2 separate regions of the Rattus norvegicus genome follow, and region 1 is linked to region 2. The links are chromatin contacts, called in public Hi-C maps. All regions are on one chromosome and are shown on one strand. Each heading gives the region's core, a stretch centred on a gene start, on an enhancer-like site or on the middle of the called end of the contact. The rest is flanking DNA. Distances are from core to core; before and after follow the strand shown.

Region 1 (6,257 bases), core at 1,735-4,234, 53 kb after region 2:
TTAGGCGTCAGAATGACTCAGGCCATTTCTGAGTTGTATGGGAAACATGATAAGAAGAGCCCTCTAATTCTATACATATTTACACAAGAGGATTTTGCCTCTCTTGTTTCATCTTTGTGTATTTTGAACACCAGTCTTTTTTCTGCTCTGTAGGAATTACTATTATGTAGTCAATAGTTGTGCTAGTAGTAGTAGTAACAGGCACAACTGGCTGGCCTCAAATGTGTACTGTGTGGAGATACAGTTCTGCTCATTTGATCTGTGCTATCTCACTTTATGCTTTCAAAGATGCTAAGGAAGAAACTATTTACTCCATCAGATGTACAAGAACTGAGCATAAGGAGTTTAAGCAACTTCCTGGAGATGCACGTCAAATGGACCCCAGGACGGAACTTGGAAATGGATCGTAATACTCGACTGTGATGAATACTGCTTGGAGCACACTACGGAAGCTAAAGCAGAGTATTATTTACATCAGCTTGGAAGGAATGGGGAAGTGAGAACGAGAACGGCATGAGAAAACCTAAGCTATGTTACTTGGACACAGTGACTCTTTTCCCCAACTCCCAATTGTTCTTACAGACTTTTAGGGAGACTGAAATGGATTTTCCCCCCAGAAATGCCAAACTTAGCAGAGCTTCCCATAAATATTCCAGACAGTCAATCTGTAGCCTGTAGTTTGAACTATCCAGGTAGTGCCCTCTACTGGTTTATAGTAAGAGTATAAATCTCTATAATTTGGCATTTGAATGCACCATTTAATCCATATTGGGAAAAAGTGATTTTTCTTCTCAATTAGGGGAACTTTGACCTTATTAATCAACACGAGGGTGTTCTAAACATCAAGACACAGATCGACTTCAAGTCCAACCTCATGGTTCCTACCACCTACACTATGTTTCAAACTTGACCCAACAATGCCATTCACAATAAAGACAAGCACACCCCAAATGAGTCCAGTGTGTGCAAATTAAATGTCTTATTGAGTGACCACAGAAGACAAGACCTAAAGATCCAGTTTTATATCCTTCCGTTGGTTTGAAAACACTGAAAGCTCTAAATCAGTGGTTCTCTATCATCCTAATGCTGTACCCCTTTAATACAGTTCCTTGTGTTGTGGTGACGCCAACCATAAAATTATGTTTGCTGGTACTTCATAACTGTAATGTTGCTAGTTTTATGAATCATAATATAAATATCTGACATGCAGATAGCTGATATGAGGCGACCCTGTGAAAGCGTCATGTGCCCTCCAAACAAGTCAAGACCCCACAGGTTGAGAACGACTGTTCTAGAAGAATCTGCTCCCTAGTCAGGCTTCTCTAGTCAACGTGCATTGCTTTGATAGACCAAAATTAATCTTTCTTAAATGACTGAAAAAAACAAAAAAAAAAGAAAGAAAAAAAGAAAGGAAGGAAGGAAGGGAGGGAGGAAGGAAGGACCAGAGTCTCTGTACTGTCAGTCAACAGAGATGACAACTGTTTTCACATAGGTGAGGAATGAGGTGTGTGGGTCGGAGAAGGAGATGGACTCTCAACCATGTTAGTTTTGCTCCATTTCTTGATAGAGTTTTACTGTGCACTGTACTGAAGAATTAAGCCCTTTCACCTAGACAGTCTTCTCAGCACAGACTGGGCTTATGACTGTCCATGATTTCATCCTTAACACCCTCCCCCTCCACTTTTCCTTGTAATCCCTGGAGGAGAAAATTCAGTTCTCAATCCAGGAAACTACCATTGTCTGTGGGAGTGGGGAGGGCGAAGATTGGGATACCAGTCTCTCTGTCCAAGCGCATCATCCTTTGTTTAGAAGTCACACAGGCAAGAAGAGGTACTGATGTCAAGATGAGCATTTCCTGCTTAAGATTGCTTCAACTGTTACCCTGTTGGGGGCTGCAATTGATCCCAACCAGTGCTGTTGACTGTTCTGATGTCGTTAATTAAGGCTTTTCATAAGTTACTAGTTCATCTTCTATTATAAGCTTCGAATCCTTGAGCCGCAGGTGAAATATTTGTCTTTGTGGGTTGCAGAATATTAGCCTAGGGTGTGCACCTCCTGGAACACTGGTCTGGCCTGCGGTGCTTGTGCAGAGACAGTTCATTGGTTCAACAGTTTCTGTGAGACTTGGTGTGGTAATCCACCAGCAAAATAGTTTACAGATGAAATTGTAAATAATCACATGAAAGTGTGAAATCATGCCAGTGGATGGCAAAAAAAATGGGTCTAAATCATCTATCTTTGTATACAGAGGTCAGATTTAGAACAGGAGTCCTTGCTGGTCTCTAGCTATGCCTAACACAAGACTTTCAAAAGTTGAATAGAGGAATAAATGTGGCGATCCGGAGATTGAAAAGCCCATGCACAGAGGCCTGTGACAGCCACATCCCAACTTAACATCCCAGTGTTGAGGACTAGATTGAGAGCATTGCCCATGCTAGACAAGTATTCTGTCATTAGCCACAATCACAGCCCAGTAGTCATTATTTTAAAGTTATACAAGGAAGGAATAAGACCCAGTGTCATATCCACATGGTTCCTTAGTCTTATGTTCTTAATAATTTTAGTGGGTTTGTGTACAACAATCTATGGTTCAATTGCAAATATCTTACTTAAGGCTTTTGTTCCTTACAGTGGATTCCTGCTATTAAAGTCATTCACAAGGTTAAACATTTTGAATCACGTCTATGACAAAATGTAAGATCCTGATGAAGTCCATGCAACGTGGCATAGATAGACACACAACTGGTGCTTAGAAGTTCAACTTCATCATGTAAAGCAAAGAGCAAAACCACTTTAAGACTTTAAAAGGGTCATAGCTCCAAGTGGGTTTAGGAATTTGGTCTTCTCAATTGATCTCCCCCTTCACCTTTGGGAGACTGCATTTCAGGGAAATCTCAAATACACCAGCAGGAAATGGATCCACTGACTCACAGGATGCAATTCGCCTCTTTGCCATGAGTCAGGGCCCAACCTACAGCCTTAGGCAAGGATGGGGACTGTGCATGTGCGTGGGAGAGCCTGAGTGCTGTCACCGGAATGGGGATAGCCCTGACAGCTACAGCCATGGGCCCTGGAGTGCTAGGACCTGTTTGCCCAACAGGTAGGCAGAATATCTGAAATACAAAATGCCCTCATTGCCTACAGTTTCTTCTGACCTGCTTCCTAGTGAGGAAAGAGAAGACCAATGGAGAGGAAACCGGGATTCTGTGACCGAAGAGAAGAGCCAGTCAGCAAAAGGTTCCCAAACCAGGCAGAGAAAGCTTCTTTAGAAAACCATCAAGAAAATAAAAATTGTCTAAAATAAAGGATGCAAGTGAATGAGAGGTGTTCACCTTCTTTTCCCAATAAAATCTTTCAGAATATTTAGACCAGAAGAGTAATATTTGCCTGGCCAAACAGGTAGGCACATCTGCTATGAATCTTTTCCAGTGTCACAGCAGCTGGCCTGTCCCCAGGAGGTTTTTGGTTTGCCATCTTCTTCTTCTGAGGTGGGACTACAAAATTTTTTGATAACAGTACATCCATTAGATCCTGTGCACTTAGAAAAAGTGAAGGGAAAATTCTACTCATATGTTATCTGCCAGCAGAATATTGTGCAGATGGAATTGTATACAATAATATTAAAATGTGAGATTGCACCAGTGACTCTCTCAAATCACATCATGAAAAGGTCTACTTTCTGTCCTGTCTGGTAACAGTCTGTATTTCAGAGAAAATGTGTGTATATTCTTATACATAAGATATGGTTGTCCTTTGGTGTCTTTTTACTGTAGTCATGGTGATGGCTGTAGTCATGGTGATGGCTGTAGTCATGGTGATGGCTGTAGTCATGGTGATGGCTGTAGTCATGGTGATGGCTGTAGTCATGGTGGTGACTGAAGCTTTGACTATTTCATGACATTTCTAGCAGCATGCTAACCAATTCACTTTCACTGTACATGCTGGAGGCCAAATATGAAATCTTTTCACAAGGAAAAAGTTTTAACCAGTGAACACGCACAGGCACACATGCAAGAAAATGATGTCATTTAAACACCCTTTGACACTGTTTTAAACGACATGTTCTCGCCATATAGCTGAAGACAGTCTCAGATTTTCAAACTTCCTCTCTCAGTCTAACTATTCCTGGAAATACAGGCGTGTGCAAGTATATTGTTATGAGTGGGTGGTTTTAAAAATCTTGAAGGTAATTCATTTTCACCCCGAGCAGTTACATACTATGGAGCACATATCGAGAGGTACTCAAGACTCCTCCTTCACGAAGATGTCGTTTTGAGTATATAGACTTGCCTTGCCTTGAAGAGTTAGACTTCAGTGAGAGGCACATACACAGGAAGGGTTTAGCTAGAAGAGGAGGAAGTCAGCTCATCTCATGCCTCTTTCTAGTTGGTTACCTTAATGAAATATTGATCCAATACATATCTATTGAGCACTTTTTATTTGTGAGGCTCTGAACATGATGGAAGAAAGAAGAGACATAATTCCTGTCCTTCAGAGATCCCGTGACGTTCTATAACTAGAGTGAGGATGAAGAAAGCAGACTATATGAAGAACGGTAAGTATTCAATCAAACCATACCAAGGTCACAGTACCCGTGCATGTGCAGGAAGCAAGCAGGACAGCCCCTTTGAGGCATTTGTGAGGGAAGGCATAAAGAGAAGACTTAGTGAGTGATTGGATTCCAATCTGAAGGTCCTACATCACCTTTATGCATGCATAGAGTCTGGAAGGAGCTAGTGAAGCCCATTTGAAGATCGAGGAAGATTTTATTGTATATAATGGAGCCATTTACCTATTCCAAGGAAATAGTATGGAATGAGAAAGAGAAATGTGAGGAACTGTTATTAGAAAGATAGACAGAAATAACCAAGGAAAATAAATGGAAGGGAAGGGATATGTTTAGTATTGTGAATGGGCAGAGGGGTATAACAGGAGCTGGGGGGCCAGCTGTGCAATGTCTGAAGAAAGGATTCACAGGACCCAAGTTCTGCTAAGACCAGCGACAAGCATTGCTGAGCTGATAGGCATTGTGATGCTGACATTACAGGACTTTGCTTATGTTAAGCAAGCATTCGATCATGGAACCCCCAAAGATGACTTTTAAAACACTAGAAGTAGTACCCAGACTCCTAGACGTATGAGCAACTTGGTAGTTCAACCTGTGAATTATGGGAGACAATAAAAGCCTATGTTCGATCAGTGCTTCTCAACCAGGGCCAATTTTATCAACCAAGGGTATTCGACAAGGTCTGGAGGGGGTTCTGATTGCCACAGTAGGGGTTACTACTGACATCTAGTGGGTAGAATCCTGATTTGCTGCTAAACACCCTACAATGCTCACTCACCATGTCTGTTGAGTTATGAATCCAGCTAACACGGATATCTAACATAACCTGTTACTTCCTTACGTCCCCACTAACCCTGCTTGGGTACAGACTTACTCTAAGGTATGACTAGAACAGCACCAGAGGTACAGGTAGATTAATGGTGGCATGATAAATGTGTGTAGACACAAGCCTGTGTGACAGTAACTTCCATATCTCATATTTATAATTCGTGATTTTGACCTAAGAGGTTAAATGATCTTGAGCATTAGAAATAGCATGCTAGTTCGTTAAATCTTTACTTTAACCTAGAATGCAACTGAACCTTTATCTGTTCTCTAGCCAGACACCCAGACTTACACAAACAGTATCGCCAGAGGACACTGAGTCTGTTGCATTACCTCGTTTTTTAAAAGACATCCCAGGATTGCGTTGGCATACCAAGGTTGTCAGGTGGCTCCTCTCAAAGGTTCTTGCCTGTCACAGCTTTGGGGAGCCTTCCCATTGTCTACCACTGGAATGTTCCCAACAGCAATTTTAGCCACATTAATAGACAATTTGCATAAGCCTACATTTATAGTGCAAATGAGGAAGCCACACCTCCATTTATAGTCTCTTTAGAAAGGATCCCTCACTTCTGCCTCTCTTCTCAGAAAATAGAAGATTCGTAAAAAGGACAAAAAAATTGACAATTACATAAAGACACAAGGGATAAAAACAAAGATACTCTCTTCCTTACTGTCTTAGTTGGTATATATTTTGGAAGATAAGAGAAAGAAAAGACCCAGCCAGCTTCGATGACTACTTCATAATGAAGCTCATATCTAAGTTCTATATGAATAAAAATAAAAATAAACCTTTTTGGTCAAAATCATAAATTATAAATATGCAATATGGAAGCTATTGACACGCAAGCTTGTGTGCACATACACA
Region 2 (5,791 bases), core at 252-2,751:
TTAGGAAAGCCTAGCCGCCTTCCTTCTGAAGCCACTTTGCTGAGGTAAAAAACCACATCTCCCAGACAACACTTTCCTAGTGTCCTCCACTCACCTCTGACTGAGTCGTCCACAATATAGCCGGATATTTGTGGTTCGTTATCATACTCCTCCGAGTAGTCATAGTCCCCTGTGGAGAGTTCACTGCCAGAAGGCATTTCGCTTATGGTAGAGACCTCAGAAACCACAAGTCCACCAGCACTGTGGTCCCCAGAGGACGGTTCTCCTTTCCCAGAGCTGGTGCCATTGAGTTCCAACCCAGCTGCATAATGGCCTGCAGGGGCGGAGAGAAGAAGATGAGTCTGGTGCTTTTGGCTCACTAAGGGACCCCTGCTGTGTAGACGTGTGTCTCCTCATATTAAAGCAGCTACTGCCTGTGTGCTATTGGGTGTTTGGTTTTTTGTTTTGTTTTGTTTTGTTTTGTTTTGTTTTCCCTCGACTGAGTCACTCGTAAAAGCAACTTCACAGTCAGCCAAGAAGCAAACTCAGCTGCCCAATTACAGAGTTTCTTTTATCTGGGTTTTCTTTTCCACAGTTAGCCTACATAATGTCCACAATTTAATAAGTCCTGCCAGTAAGTACCTCTCCCTTCAGGTCTAACTTGGGTGCGATTGTTCCAAAGCTTTCCTGCCTGGTTGTAGCGGGTACTGATACATTTTAACGCTTGTTTACAGCGGTGGAATCTGTGCCTGAGATGCGAAAAGCAGTGCCAACAGTGACAGGGTTTTCAGTGTAAAGACATTATTATTATTATTACCACATAGAGAAAAAGTTCAGCACCCCGCAAACCCTTTGGGGAGTCCTGAGTTCCAGCCCTTGATTTCATTTTGATTTTTGTTTTTAATATCAAAACAGCGTTGCCAGCGGTGCTTTAGGAAGGTAAAAATAAAATCACTAGGCGGAGGAATGGAAACAGAAGGCAAAGAACCCTCCTTCAAATCCTCCAGGATTAACTACCTTTGTGGAAATTACTTCACCTGCCTGGACCTGGATTTCCTCAGTTATCAAGGGAAAGGGAGGACCAAAATGACCTCTTAGGTCTCCATCAGCTGGTCCTTGGGTCATGCTAGAGACTCACTCGGGTCTGCCCTTCTAGCGTGAGCGGTTTCAGGGGTGCGAGCTAAGGGAATCCGTTCCCCGGTCAGATAAATTTGGGGGCATCAAGAGGCAGCAGCATTCAAGGAGCGACAACCCTGGAGGCTGCTGCAGGCACGGGGTGCTCACCTGAGCCTAAGACCAGCAGCGACAGCACTGAGAGCGCCAGCGAAAGCGACGGAGTTCTCATTGGTTCCGCGGCCCGGCGGCGTCGGGGTCTCTGCGGCAACACGACAGCGGCTCCCGGCGGCCGGAACAGCGGAACCGCGAAGCAACGGGCGAGCACCGGCGCGGGGAAGCCCAGCCCCGCCGGGCTCCAGGAGGCTGGAGCTGCCAGCGCCTAGGGCTCGGCTCAAAATGACAGGGCAGCGGCCGCGAGTCAGGAAGGAGCAGAGCGAACTTGGCGGAGGGTGCGGTGAGCACTTTATAGACCCGCGGGAACCACCGCCCGTGACGTCACGCCTCTCCTGGGTGGAGGCGGGAGGTTATTACCCCAAAACTCAGCTGATCCGGGAGGAAGTGGGGATCGAGCCCTGTTACCTGTTAACGCGGAGGGAAAGTTTCCCACTCGTGTTGTGTTCTAAGTTGGAGTGTTCAATATATATATATATATATATATATCCGGGAGATGAAGTACCAAAGTTCCATGTTAGGACGTAGAGCTTTAAGAACAACTGTGGCTAAGTGATGTAGCCAGAAGACTTGAGGAGGATAAAGGAAGCTACTTAACTGGGAAGAGACAGCGACTCCACAAGAGAAGCTGTTTGGGTTTGTGGGCAGTCTGGGGTCCTTTTCCCACCTGGGCTCTAAAGGACTTCAAACGGTGTGGATATCAATCAAACCCCCTTTTCAAGTCCCTGACCCGGTTTTTCCCCACCTGGACGCTAAAGGACTCCTACTGACCCCGTTATCAATCAGACACCCTCCCTGGGGTCTTCCTCTCTGCAGTCTTGGCTGCTCTTTTTACTAGTGTCGAATTAAACACTTGAGATTTTACCTGGACATGGCTGGACAGTGGCACTTAGGAGACTGAAGGACAGTTTTCAGGGAGAAGTCAACCTGGGCTTCTCCCAATAATACACTGGAGACCAATAATACACTGCTGGGGGTAAGTATGCTCCGCCCCCCCCGCCCCTCCCCAGTTTACAAGCCAATAAAAGACAGGTGTGAAAGACAGAAAGAATGAATTAACACAGGAGACAAACTCGCATGCCGTGTAGATTTTATTCAAATTAATTTGTCTCTGAAATCTGCCTCTGGCCTCTGCTCTGATAGAGATAGAGGGCTAAACTGACCTTTATGAAGAGGGTTGCTGGGCAGAAGAAAGTTTCATAGAAAGGCAAAGGGTCAAGATAATTTAGGTGGGCGGGGCGTCTGCTGTTCAAATTAGAAGAATCCAGCGAGGCCGGGTTTCCAGCCTAAGAGGGAGCCCTAATGAGGACACATCAGTGACTCCAGTACTCTGGCTAGAGGATCTTGACTTCCAGAGTAAGGAGCAAGTTTGAGGACCATTTGGGCTAGCAGAAAGACTGGCAGAAAGAAAGAAAGAAAGAAAGAAAGAAAGAAAGAAAGAGAGAGAGAGAGAGAGAGAGAGAGAGAGAGAGAGAGAGAGAGAGAGAGAAAGAAAGAAGGGAGGGAGGGAGGGAGGGAGAAAAAGAAAGGGAAGGGAAGGGAAGGGAGGGAAGAGAAGGGAGGGGAAGGGAAGGAAAAGAAAAGAAAAGAAAAACCAAAAATCAACCCACGGCTATGGGATAGAGTGTGTGTGTGTGTCAGGAGCTTATTTAACTAGGATACAACGGAAGAGAGGGCAGTTAGTTCATCAAACTTTCATGCCCTAGCAGCTCAGAAATGGATTTCCCTTGGCTTAATGAAAACAAGGTACACTGTCACTAAACTCTTTTCCTGATCTGGAGATACACATGATATCACCCACCCTACCACCCCCACCCCCAACCTGATTGCCCCCCCCCCAGCCAGGCTTTTCAGGAATATTGGTCTCCGTGTGTTAGTCCTAATTCTGAGAAACGTTTTAAACTCTTGAAACAAAAACACAGGCTTTGGGGCAGAAACACACAAAATTTCTGGACGATGCCTTCACTTCTATTCAGTGTTTGATGAAGGGGTATTTTATGTAAACTGCATTTTACTTTTGTGGGGGAATCACCCAGACCGAGATGTAGTGAGCAGCTCTTTGTTTGTTAAGAGCCCAATAATGAGGGCCACATATGATTAAGTAATTCTACTAAATCAGATAAGAGGGATTGATTCATAGTGCCCTGGGAAAGGAGGCTACAGTTTAATTTGGCCTGTAGGTATTACAGACAGCTGGGGGCGGGGGAGGAGTGGGGCTCAGGGAGGCCTTCTGAGCAGGAAGTTTGGGTAGAAAGAAGATGCAATTTAGGGTGGCCAGGAATAGGCATGAAAACAAATATGCTCCCCCATCCATTCTTGGGTGGAATGGGACCCTATCTGTTCAGTCGTCCTCCCCCTCCTCCTCCCCCTCCTCCTCCTCCCCCTCCTCCCCCTCCTCTTCCTCCTCCTCCCCCTCTTCTCCCTCTCCCCTTTCCTCTTCTTCCTCTTCCTCCTCCCCTCCTTTTCCTTCTCCCCCCCCCCCCGCCTCCTTCCCCTCCTCCTCCTCTTTCCTCTTCCTCTCCCACTCGTAGTCAGGCCTACAGAGCTCAGACAGTCTGCTTATAGGGCTACTACATACATTCCTAGTCTCATGGGTTTCATTTTTGTTATCGTTGTCCTAGCTCTGTTCTGTCCTATTATGTTCCATTCTCCTCGTGGTTCTTATACTCTTTTTAACCAAAATTTTAACTTCTCAATTAGCCAATGAATATCGCGTTCATTTACAAGGCACAATAAATAACTTGACTGTGCTTAGAATGCAGCCAGATCTTTATTTCCTATTTTCTTAAGTGTCCTTTATCTTGAATGGATTATTACTTTATTTTCTGTGAAGGGGTGTTTTGTCTGCATGTCTATTTGTGCACCACATATGTGCCTTGTGCCTAGTGTCCACAGAGGTTGAAAGAGAGCACTGAATCCCCTGGAACTGGGAATACAGAGAGTTGTGAGCTGCACGTGGGTGGAGGGAGTTGAACACGGGTCTTCTGCAAGAACAGACAGTGCTCTTAGGCACTGAACCATCTCTCCAGCCCCTTACTTACTCTTGGGATCTATACAGGGTTTGGATACCCATCATCAGAACCAACTGGCTCTCTGACTGAAGTAAAAGTTGGCTGTTTCCATGAGAATTGCTTTGTCATTTCTGATTTGAAATGCGGGAAGGGATCATTTACATGTCTGCTATATAACCTAGTCACAGGACAGAATAGTTTGGTTCTTGGAATGAGTCTAAGTTTTCATACATAAATTCTACTGCATGTTAAATTAGATAGGATTTTAAGACCCAAATTCCTCCTCTGAAAACAGGAATAAAACATCTGGCTTTTGTTAAATAGATACATGGCAGAAGATACACAAGCAAGTAGGATAAACAGGGCTGTGTCATGCAAACTAACCACCTCCAGAATTGTCGGTCTGTGACCTTTACCCTACTTCCCTTGTATACTTTTGGGGCATTTTATGATGCATCAGAGAGCATCCCGTGGTGTCATACCAGCATCACGCACAGCGCCCGTGATGTGTCATACATTCTGGAATATAAGCATGTGTGGGGAACCAACCCTACGTAAATGTAGGACTCTACATGCTACAAGGTAGGCGGAGAAAATCAGGACTGATGCCAACAAATTAGAGTGAAATAGCTTTCTCGCAGTTTCCCGCAGTTTCCCTCAAGTTACAGGATGTTTAAGGACAGTGGGGGGGAGGGGGGGTTGGTGGGGGGGGGAGGTGACAGATGCTCCTGACTAACCACTCCCCACTCCCATTAGCGTTTACTATCTGAATTCCATTGCAGACGGATGAGAGAAGTTCTCTTTATTCTGCTGCATGATGCCATATAAAAGCAAAAAATACGGTGTCCTTGTCCATAGAGTTGATGCTGAGTTTGTACGGATAGGATTCAGTATTATTCTGTCAGCAGAAGAGATGACCACAATTCTCCAACATAATTAACCTTTCATATAATAAATTCCTTAGCTCCATCGAGATCTTCTTTAACTTTTCACTTTTGGCCCTGAAATGTATTCAGGCCAAAGAATATGTCATTTCTGTTTCCTTGAAGTAAAGGACTCCTTGCCTGAACTTTGTAGTTGAGCATCTTAACATAGTGAGAAGAGTTAAACTCTCTTTCCTGTGTTACTCTCTTTACGGTGTTACATCGTGCCTTTGAAAAATCAGAGACTAGAAAGTGAAACGGGTAATTTGATAAAACAGAAACAACAATGACAACAAAAGTTAGAATATACAAATACCTATCGGGTCCAAATTCTGAGGGTTGGCCAGTGTTTCTCAGGAATCTATAAACGCAGTTCCCCTCCACCAAGGAAGCCAGTTCCCTAATCGCTGTCAGAAGGGACATAGGGCCTTCAGTGGTGGCTATTAGCATACCAAAGAGCTCCCTCAGCATCACAAGTGCCTGTTGCACTTTTCAAAGTCCAAGTTGGCATCCAGGCTCCTCTGAGCTCTGACTGTGCAACCCTTACCCTAAACTTCTCCCTTCAGAAGTCTCACACACACACACACACAC

What was found. Hi-C and Micro-C count contacts between places; a contact is called where the count stands out from the background.
Region 1: a contact with region 2 is called in a Hi-C map of the A7r5 cell line, with 2.2 times the contacts expected there. The contact joins the enhancer-like site here to the promoter of Areg in region 2. A contact is called at or near these places in 2 of 12 Hi-C or Micro-C datasets (the A7r5 cell line and mammary epithelial cells).

The regions. Positions count from the first base shown.
Region 1 is chr14:17,315,942-17,322,198 of GRCr8, forward strand. All of the region lies in intron 1 of Ereg (epiregulin), which reads right to left. Among named protein-coding and RNA genes, the nearest start is that of Ereg, 6.2 kb to the right of the region's middle. Within about 2 kb of position 2,985, at least 8 of the 93 cell types and tissues checked have an H3K27ac peak or open chromatin away from gene starts, as enhancers often do. A contact at or near this core is called in the A7r5 cell line, where this site is marked.
Region 2 is chr14:17,264,140-17,269,930 of GRCr8, forward strand. Areg (amphiregulin) reads right to left here and starts at 1,502. Exons shown (of 6, transcript NM_017123.2): 1 at 1,264-1,502; 2 at 95-313. The coding sequence starts at 1,324.